3 separate regions of the Mus musculus genome follow, and all the other regions are linked to region 2. A link is a contact called in public Hi-C data. All regions are on one chromosome and are shown on one strand. Each heading gives the region's core, a stretch centred on a gene start, on an enhancer-like site or on the middle of the called end of the contact. The rest is flanking DNA. Distances are from core to core; before and after follow the strand shown.

Region 1 (2,700 bases), core at 98-2,597, 250 kb after region 2:
AAAGTGCGTAAAGACATGCAGGCCGTGAAGCTTTGCATACTCGTGGAGCATTTGTGATTTGGTGGGATGACCTGGGTGCCTTTTGGCAGGGAAATGAAGAAGCTGTTGCCTGCACATAAAACGGGTGGCACACAGCAGAGCAGCCAACAGACCAAATCAATAGAAACCAGATGAATAGATCTCAAAAGAATCATGAGTAGGAAAAGAAATGAAGAAAGACAGAGACTATAATTCTACTTACATAAAATTAAAAAAAAAACTGCCTCAGACTGTAAAATATATAGTGATATTCAGAATCAGTAAAAAAGCAGAGGGAGGGGATGCCCCAAATGCAAGGTTTGGATTGCTTATGAGAAGGCATAAAACAAACTAAAGCAAAGCAAACAGAGCTTCAAAGTGCATGGCACAGTGATGGGAGTGTGCCTTGGCAGGGGGCAAGTGGACATGCCCCTCGGTGGTGGGGCATGGCACCATCTCACTTCTTCTTCAGTAGGCTTTCCTGCATTAGAAGAAGGGCTTCATTCCAAGCACACATTATTTCTGAAGTTCCCAAGCTGGGCTTGTGCCTGCTTTATGAAAGCCGGTGACTTGTAGCTGTCAAAGCTCTGGGCTTTCCTACCCTGCTACCTGAAAAGAACTCAGCGCTAACTGGCTCCCCACCACCCTGGCCTATTACCTTCCCCTGGATTTTTTGGTACAGTCTCCCGAGTTTCTCAACTGCTGCTCTTGAAGATTTAAGTCCTAGTCCAACAATATCTGGTCTCCTTGGCTTGCTGCTCGGAACGTTTTTTTTAGTGCCTGTCAAACCCAGGAAAAAAAACGCCTGAGGTCTTCACTGCGGTGTCTGATTCCCTGGGAACTCACTGTCACCTACAGTGGCCTTGGCTGTCTTCATCCTCCTAGCTTCCTCAGTCCCTCCCCTGTCTCTTCATGTGGGCACCCCACAGTGCATCTTCTGGGAGACTCTTCTTCCAGACATATTTGGAAACTTCTGTCTTCCCTCTGGTGCTTCTGTCCCAGGGAGGCTCATTCACCTGCCATGACCTCGTAGCCCAGTCTGTCTACATTTCCTTACTTACTGCCCCCTTTTCTATCTGATACACCTTTGTTAGCTGTCTAACTTTAGGTCTAGCTCCATTCATTTGAACGGTAGCGGTTGTGTAATGACAGAGAGAGTGATCAGTGTTTTAAAATCCATTGCAGCTTAGCACTTGTAACAATAGCAAATGAGAGGGACTTAGTGGATGCTGGGTAAGGTACAGCAGGCAGATGGGAGGACACTGTAGGGACACTAGGGCAGTGTGTCCAGGACAAGCCCTGATGCTTACAGCCATATGACCTCACTGTTTACTTCTAGGAGGCTCCTTTTGTTCATGTGGAGAATGAGAATAAAACAAAGAGCATGTCTGAGTGCCTGCTCCAAGGGAGGTCCCTAAGTGGACGAAGATTGATGATGAATATGAGCAAGGGTAGTGAGGTGGAAGGAACACGCTGAGGTCATCCATGGAAGGAGGTGCTTTCTTAGACCTAGTAGCTTCACATGGAGAGTCCTGCAGAATCCAAGCTGGCATCCTGTAGAAGCTGAGACCCACAAGCTTGCTCCGGGGGAGCTATTTGCTGTGGAGTCTATCTCAGTGTCTCCCCAAACCAGTCCACAGCTTTTCTACAGTGAGCCAAGACCAGCCCCGGATGGGGGTGGGTGTCAGCCAGGCTGAGTAGGAGGCATGGAGGGAGACTGCACCTGTTCCGGGTGATGGCTCTGAGCTGTTGCAAAGGCTCTCTGCTCTGATCACACTTTCTCATCCGCAGTCAGGAAACAGGAAGCGATTTGACACAGCACACTGCATCAGTTATGATCAGCCAGGGAACATTCTCTGATAAGCACTTTCTGCCAGCCTGGGCGGGCATCCTCATCGTGGGCAATCGGCAGCAGAAAGAGGGAGAGTGGCGGCGTGTGCCAGGCTGCAGTCTGGTTCTGTGGCTTCTCTCAGCTCAGAGCCGCAACACCCACTTGTGATGGGGGCCTCCCGGGGTTTTCTCCTAAATCGCAACCCTTTGGATTCTCTGCTGCAATACAGAGGGGGCTTCAGAAGGGAGGACAGAGAGAAGTTGATTGCTTGACGGCACGCAAACGCTCACATATGATTTAGCACGCGGGATTTGATGCGTTCAATTGTGTCTTGTTTTTGCTCTGTCAAGAGAGCCCTGGTGGGGTGGGGTGGTGAGCAAAGATGGAGAGTCTCTGAGATGGGTGTTACAGATGACAACGTGAAGAAGGAATCAGGGCGCCAGGATGTGGAAGAAGGCACACCCCAATTTGTGCTACAGGCCAGAGCAGAGTCCTTTTTACACGTGATGACTCTGTGTGAGCAGTGGGTCTGAGAGAGAAGAAAGCACCAGGCATAGCATCAATTTTAACTACTGGAAATCACTACCATGTTCATGACCTACATTTGTGTTTTAATACATCTCTTATTTTCAACTGATGAGGCTGGCTGTACATATGCATTATTGTGTGACATTTCAATACATGGACCCTGTGTAATGATAAGATTGGGGTCATTGCCACACCTGTCACTTGAGGCACATCATTTCTGTACCCTGAGAATATCTGTAATCTATTAGTCTGAAGTATTCTGCTGAATACTGTCAGCTGTAGCTGCCGTGTGGCTTCTTCCTCTGAATTCCAGCCCCTTGGGT
Region 2 (2,700 bases), core at 130-2,629:
CCCAAGGGTTTCCCATGCTTCTGAACAGGAAAGACAGACAATTGTAAGGCAAGAACTCGAAGGCCTCAGCCCACTGCAGACACCTTTGAAATACCAGGAAGCCACACCAAGTTTTGGTTGTTACCGCATGTGCCTTGTGTGTATGTACGTGCATGGACGTGTTTTTGAAGGATGCTTCTAGTGACCAAAGTTGCTGCTGCTACATCTGAATGGATATCATGTGTAAGCCCAAATTTAGTCCCCAGACTTTGTATGAGTGAACACATAAAACATGGTCTGAAGAGGACCTACCGTAATCAAGGTAGACTGGTCATCATCTCAGAGACTGGGGTCCTGAACTGACCAGACAGGACAAAGTGAGCTGAGCACCAGCATCTGTCCCTGTCATGTAACCTGCACTCTCTTGCGGACACCACTTCTGCAGCCCCTCAAACTCACAGCGACCCACCAGTCTTTGCCTCCAGAGTACTGGGGTTAAAGGTGTGCACCACCATGCTGGCTTTTTTGTTTTTCTTCCCTGTTTCTGCGGAATTTTTGCTTGTAGGCTTGCACCTCAGCTTCTCGGTTGCTAATAGAAATCATTTGTGACTTTCAGATTCATAAAAATGACTTTCATTGAAATTCCTTACTCAGTGTTGAAAAAAGAAAGCTCTTTTCATGAGCATTTTCTGCCTGTGGCCTGTTAAACCACGGGACTCACACTCTCTCCTCAAAGATGTGGCTTTTGGCTACAAGGTATCTGACTTCTCTCTGCTGAGTCTTACACCCAGGAAGGGCTCCTTTTGTTGGAAGTGAGAGTGCTGTGGGCCAAGGGCAGGGAAGAGGCTACAGTGGTGTCTAGCAGCTGCTGGGATGGGAATGCAGATGCTGGTCCTGCAGGGCTGGAGCACTGTGCTCTCACAGGGAGGCTGGGGACAGGTAGAGTCACAGCACACAGAATGAGCAGGCTGAGCATTATATTTCTCCTTCTGTCAGGATGCAGCCCCCAGGAGGCCCCTTCCTGAGCTATTCTGGCCAAAGCCTGGGCCATTTTGAATTCCTCTGAACTCCTGGGTTGATATTCTGTGGGGTAATCTGTAGAGGCTGGCCGTGTGGCCTGATAGCCAAGACTGCGGCATGCTCTCTCCTCCCAGGTGCTTGTCTGTAATGTGTGAGGGGGCTTTGCCATGTCTCTGAGCGCTCCACGCCTGTTCTTGAAGATTGCAAGAAGGATGGTCATGAGGAGGGTGCCCTGGTTTGGAGCAGAGCTGTAGCATGAATTGACATTAAATGGATGGCTCGGCTATTTTACTGAGAAAAGACTCAGCATAGTGAGTCACTCTGAACAAGTGAAGCACCCTGCATCCCCACCAATCCTTTCCCTTGGGCAATAATGTAGGCAGCGTTCACCTCCCACTCACTGGGGCCTCAAGTAAATACAGTTTTATTGCATTGCGCTGCTAAGGTTTGGTCCTGTGTCGCCTCTAGCTGCTTGTGTGCATCAGAGAGCTCTCTGCTGGCCTAGAAGCCACACTGCTCTTCTGCTCCCTATCTTTTGCAGTCCAGCCCTGTGGGAGAGGCTTGATAGCACTTTCTCAAGCTGCTTGACACAGCAACTCCTAACTTTGAGATTTTCACATTTTTGTTGAACAAATTATGGATTCTGATTAATGTTGTGAATATTTTAATGGTTTTTATTTTACAGTTGATTAGATTTAAGTTCTAAAAGAAAGACTGGTCATTTCTCTCATCCCGTAATTCCTCACCCACTCAGGCCTCTGCTCCCTGAGAAGAGTGAAAGATGGAGAATGAGTCCTTGCAGGTTAGCAAGCTCCTGTAATGGGTGCCTTTTAGAGACCATGTCATAAAGAACAAGGGGCTTGCAAGAGAACTAGAGGCAACCAGTCACACTTTACAGGATGTAGAAACTATCTCGTTGTCAAGGAAATGTAAATCAAAACAGCACATATGCTTTGGAGGGGAATTGGGAGTTCTTAACAGAATGGTCAGGATCACATTTATGGGAAGCACCTCTGTGGGGAAGATCTGCAAGCACATCTGCCTGTTGAACCTGAAATTGCAGTTCTAGAACTGATTTGATCTTCACGGGTGCCAAGAAGTGTATCTCCAAGATACGTACTGCTTTACTATACAAATCAGTTGTGTGAAAAGTTGGACAGAAGCCCAGAACTGTCATATAGTAGTAACCAGATGTTAAAGACACAGAATTCTGGGGCTCGGTCGGTGGTCAAAGCACTCACTGTTCCTGCAAAGGACCTGGGTTCGATTCCTAGTGCTCACGCGGCAGCTTGCAACTGTCTGTAACTCCAGGTCCAGGGGATCTGATATCTGATGCCCATTTCTGGCCTCATGTAGTACATAGACATATTTGCAGGCAAAAAACCCATGCACAGAAAATAAAAATTAAAAAATATGAAAAAATCACAGAAATCTATATAATTTACTTCTGTGAAGCCTATAGATAGAAGTGTGTGTGTTTGACCTAGAATGACCGGGATAATTTTAAGAAAGAACAGAGATTACACAGTGATGTCAGTGACTGGTGACAATCCTCCAGGAACCTTTGTAATGTGCTATTTGTACCCTGCATGTTAGAGATGACATAGAGAGCATGTGACCCAAGCAGTGTGTCAGTCATCCCAGGAGGGGAGAATATGAGGGATGCCAGCGTTTCTAATTTCACATTTTTTAACTTGGGCA
Region 3 (2,700 bases), core at 100-2,599, 250 kb before region 2:
GGCAACAGCATCCACAGCCACAGTAGCCAAGGAACCCACACAGATCTGCACGCAATGTATGCAATGTGATTCATGGGTTTTGTTCCTTCCATAACCGGTGCATCAGGTTGTTCCTGTGGCTTCCCAGCAATTTATTTCTGTGTGAATTTACCAAACTGATCTTTCTACTTACAGCTTAAGTAGCATCCGCTTTGGAATAGGTCTGTTTAAGTGAGTTGGGTTGAACCTGTTGACTGGGTCAGTGGTTAGCTGTCTGCTTGTGTTTTTAACTGGACCCCAGCTAGAATTTCCTGAGATTTCAGTTGAGGAGTTGCCCCTATCACATTTGCACATAGGCAAGTCTGTGGGGTGTTTTCTTGATGTGTGATTGATGTGGGAGGGACCCGCTCACTTTGGGTAGTGCCACCCTGAGCAGGCGGTCTTGTGTTCTGTAAGGAAGCAGGCTGAGCAAGTCGCGGGGCAAGCCAGGAAGCAGCATCCCTCCATGGCTTCTGCTTCAGTCCCAGCCTCCAGGTTCCTGCTTGAGCCCTATCTCCCCTTCATGATGAACTGTGTGGCCTGTGAGCCAAATAAACCCTTTCTTCCTCAAGCTGATTCTGGTGGTGGTGTTATCACAGCCACGGAGAAGCAAACTAGGAGAGCGCAGGGCTCAGCTTCCTCCCGGCCACATTCCCCTGTGGGCACACAATAACAGAATTTGCTCTCAGGGTTCCCAGACATCCTTCAGTCACTGTGTGACATGTAGGCTAGAGAGGAGAGCCTGATCAGCTGGAACGGCCAGGTGAATGGCTGCCCGTGAGAGAAATGATAGAGCTGAGCCCGACAGAGCAGAAGTACCCTACATCCATCTCTCCCAGGATCTTTTCCACCAGCCTGGGTGAACCTTTGCACTGGGACTTCAAGGTGCTGGCCATGGAATCTAGACATGCCACATCCCTCCACCTACAGCCATGGCCAGGGCGTTCCTAACTAGCTTTACATTCGCTCTGCCTAAATGGCCACTAGGCTTGTGCAAACACACTCCAGTGGTCTCTTGAGGGTGGAAAACCACAGAGATAGGTATGGATGGAGCCATTTTCTGAAGAAGGGCACCATGGCCTTGGCCTCCCTTCCTAGCCTAGAGTTCTCCTTCCCCACTGCTCTGCCCTCCTTTGTTCTGCCTCTCTCCCTCTCCTCTCCCTTTCTCTCTTACTGACTCTCCCTCTCCCTTTTTTTTCCCTGTCATACTCCCTCGTTCTTGAACACATGCACAAGAGAGAGAAAGAGAGACAGACAGGCGGACAGACAGACCTACCGACCGACCAGAGACTATTTGCTAGTGCCCCGGCACTCCTCCAGCTGGGCAAACCTCTCTGGCTTTCTCTATCTTTCCCACTGGGTGGCAGTGTGGCACCATGCATTGACATCCCTGACCCACGGCCCGAGGCTGTCTCTTTGCTCATCTTATCTCAGCCTGTACTCCTCAGAGGATTCTAAAGAGGACACCCACGCCAGCTTTCCGGTCACGCCTCACTGCGGCACCTAATGAATCTCAGCTCTCGCCTGAGCCGCCACAGCCCTGCTGCGCAGCCAGCCCCGCCCCCACCCGCCCCCGGTCTGAACTGAGGTTCCCTCCTGAATCTCGGGAAGGGAATTCAGGACGGAGGTCTGGCTCCGCGCCCAGGTGTTTGTACCTAACCTGATCTGCTTCAAAGCAGTCACCGTAATGTAAATGTACCAGGTATAAACAATGGCTAGAACGCCGTTGCTATGTTTTATATTAACACAAATTTGCCTAAATGGAGCTTAACAGAGGAAACTACAAGGTGCCTGGTACTTCTAATCTCCCATAAGGTGCAGAGCAGAGCAGAGCTCTGGTTCACCTTCCGTTCCAGTTAGGTATTAATGCCGATGCAAGCCTAGGTATGAGAGTAAGTTTGTAAGACATCCTAGAGCAATGGTTCGCAACCTTCCTAGTGCTGCAACCCTTTAATTCAGTTCCTCATGTTGTGGTGACTTACATTCGTAAAATTATTTTGTTGTTACTTCATAACTGTAATTTTGCTACTGTTATGAATTGTAATGCAAAATATGCATGTAAATGTCTCATCCCAGCTTGGGACATGGCTGGGCCAGTTGCTGTGAACATACAGCTGCTCGCTCAAGTTGACTTCAAGAGGTCAAGGCGTTCATGTTGGAGAAGGGAAGGGGAGGAGAGAAGGGAGGGCAGACAGATCCCACTGTACAGGAAGATAAAAAATTCCCTCAGGCAGCCCCCGGAGCACTGAGAACTAGGCTAGAGGGCGTCCCTGATGACCCTCTACCCGGTTATACGGCAGCACTCTCACACAGAAGACTCCAAGGCTCACCCTCGCCTCCAGGATAAGTGGACACGAGGCAAGGGAGAGATTCCACGGGCAGCAGATGCCACGGGTGAGCAGGGAGATGTAGACACCTCCTCAGTGCTCTCCAGGGCCATCTGGGTCCGAAGACATGCCCATCCCCCACCCCGACCTGGAGCAGAGCAGTCTCACACACTGTGGATGCTTAACTGGACCCGGGTAGAGTCTCTTTCCCATTTGACTGCCATATATGTCAAGATGTTACTCAAGCACGTTGAAGGCAGCCCAGCCACTCGACAGCTAACTCCACCCCTAAGAGGGAAGATGCAGAAGGATGCTGTTCGCCACACTGACCGCTGAGAGGCAGACTTGTAAGGGA

What was found. Hi-C and Micro-C count contacts between places; a contact is called where the count stands out from the background.
Region 1: a Hi-C map of cerebral cortex shows a contact between it and region 2, with 2.5 times the contacts expected there. The contact joins two enhancer-like sites. A contact is called at or near these places in 1 of 484 Hi-C or Micro-C datasets (cerebral cortex) and 5 of 115 datasets of contacts at active chromatin or transcription factors (astrocytes, differentiating embryonic stem cells, embryonic basal ganglia and 1 more).
Region 3: a contact with region 2 is called in a Hi-C map of cerebral cortex, with 5 times the contacts expected there. The contact joins two enhancer-like sites. A contact is called at or near these places in 5 of 39 promoter capture datasets (embryonic stem cells, hippocampal neurons, liver and 1 more), 1 of 15 datasets of contacts at CTCF or cohesin (embryonic stem cells), 49 of 484 Hi-C or Micro-C datasets (the G1E-ER4 cell line, the N1E-115 cell line, Sertoli cells and 28 more) and 4 of 115 datasets of contacts at active chromatin or transcription factors (T-cell acute lymphoblastic leukemia, cardiomyocytes, differentiating embryonic stem cells and 1 more).

Annotation. Positions count from the first base shown.
Region 1 is chr12:29,082,209-29,084,908 of GRCm38.p6, forward strand. No RefSeq gene overlaps it. Among named protein-coding and RNA genes, the nearest start is that of Gm31333, 58 kb to the right of the region's middle. Within about 2 kb of position 1,348, at least 57 of the 459 cell types and tissues checked have an H3K27ac peak or open chromatin away from gene starts, as enhancers often do. A contact at or near this core is called in cerebral cortex, where this site is marked.
Region 2 is chr12:28,837,027-28,839,726 of GRCm38.p6, forward strand. The region is part of intron 4 of Eipr1 (EARP complex and GARP complex interacting protein 1); the gene reads left to right. Among named protein-coding and RNA genes, the nearest start is that of Gm46345, 71 kb to the left of the region's middle. Within about 2 kb of position 1,380, at least 10 of the 459 cell types and tissues checked have an H3K27ac peak or open chromatin away from gene starts, as enhancers often do. A contact at or near this core is called in cerebral cortex, cortical neurons and hippocampal neurons, where this site is marked.
Region 3 is chr12:28,588,157-28,590,856 of GRCm38.p6, forward strand. No RefSeq gene overlaps it. Among named protein-coding and RNA genes, the nearest start is that of Allc, 7.0 kb to the left of the region's middle. Within about 2 kb of position 1,350, at least 93 of the 459 cell types and tissues checked have an H3K27ac peak or open chromatin away from gene starts, as enhancers often do. A contact at or near this core is called in cerebral cortex, cortical neurons and hippocampal neurons, where this site is marked.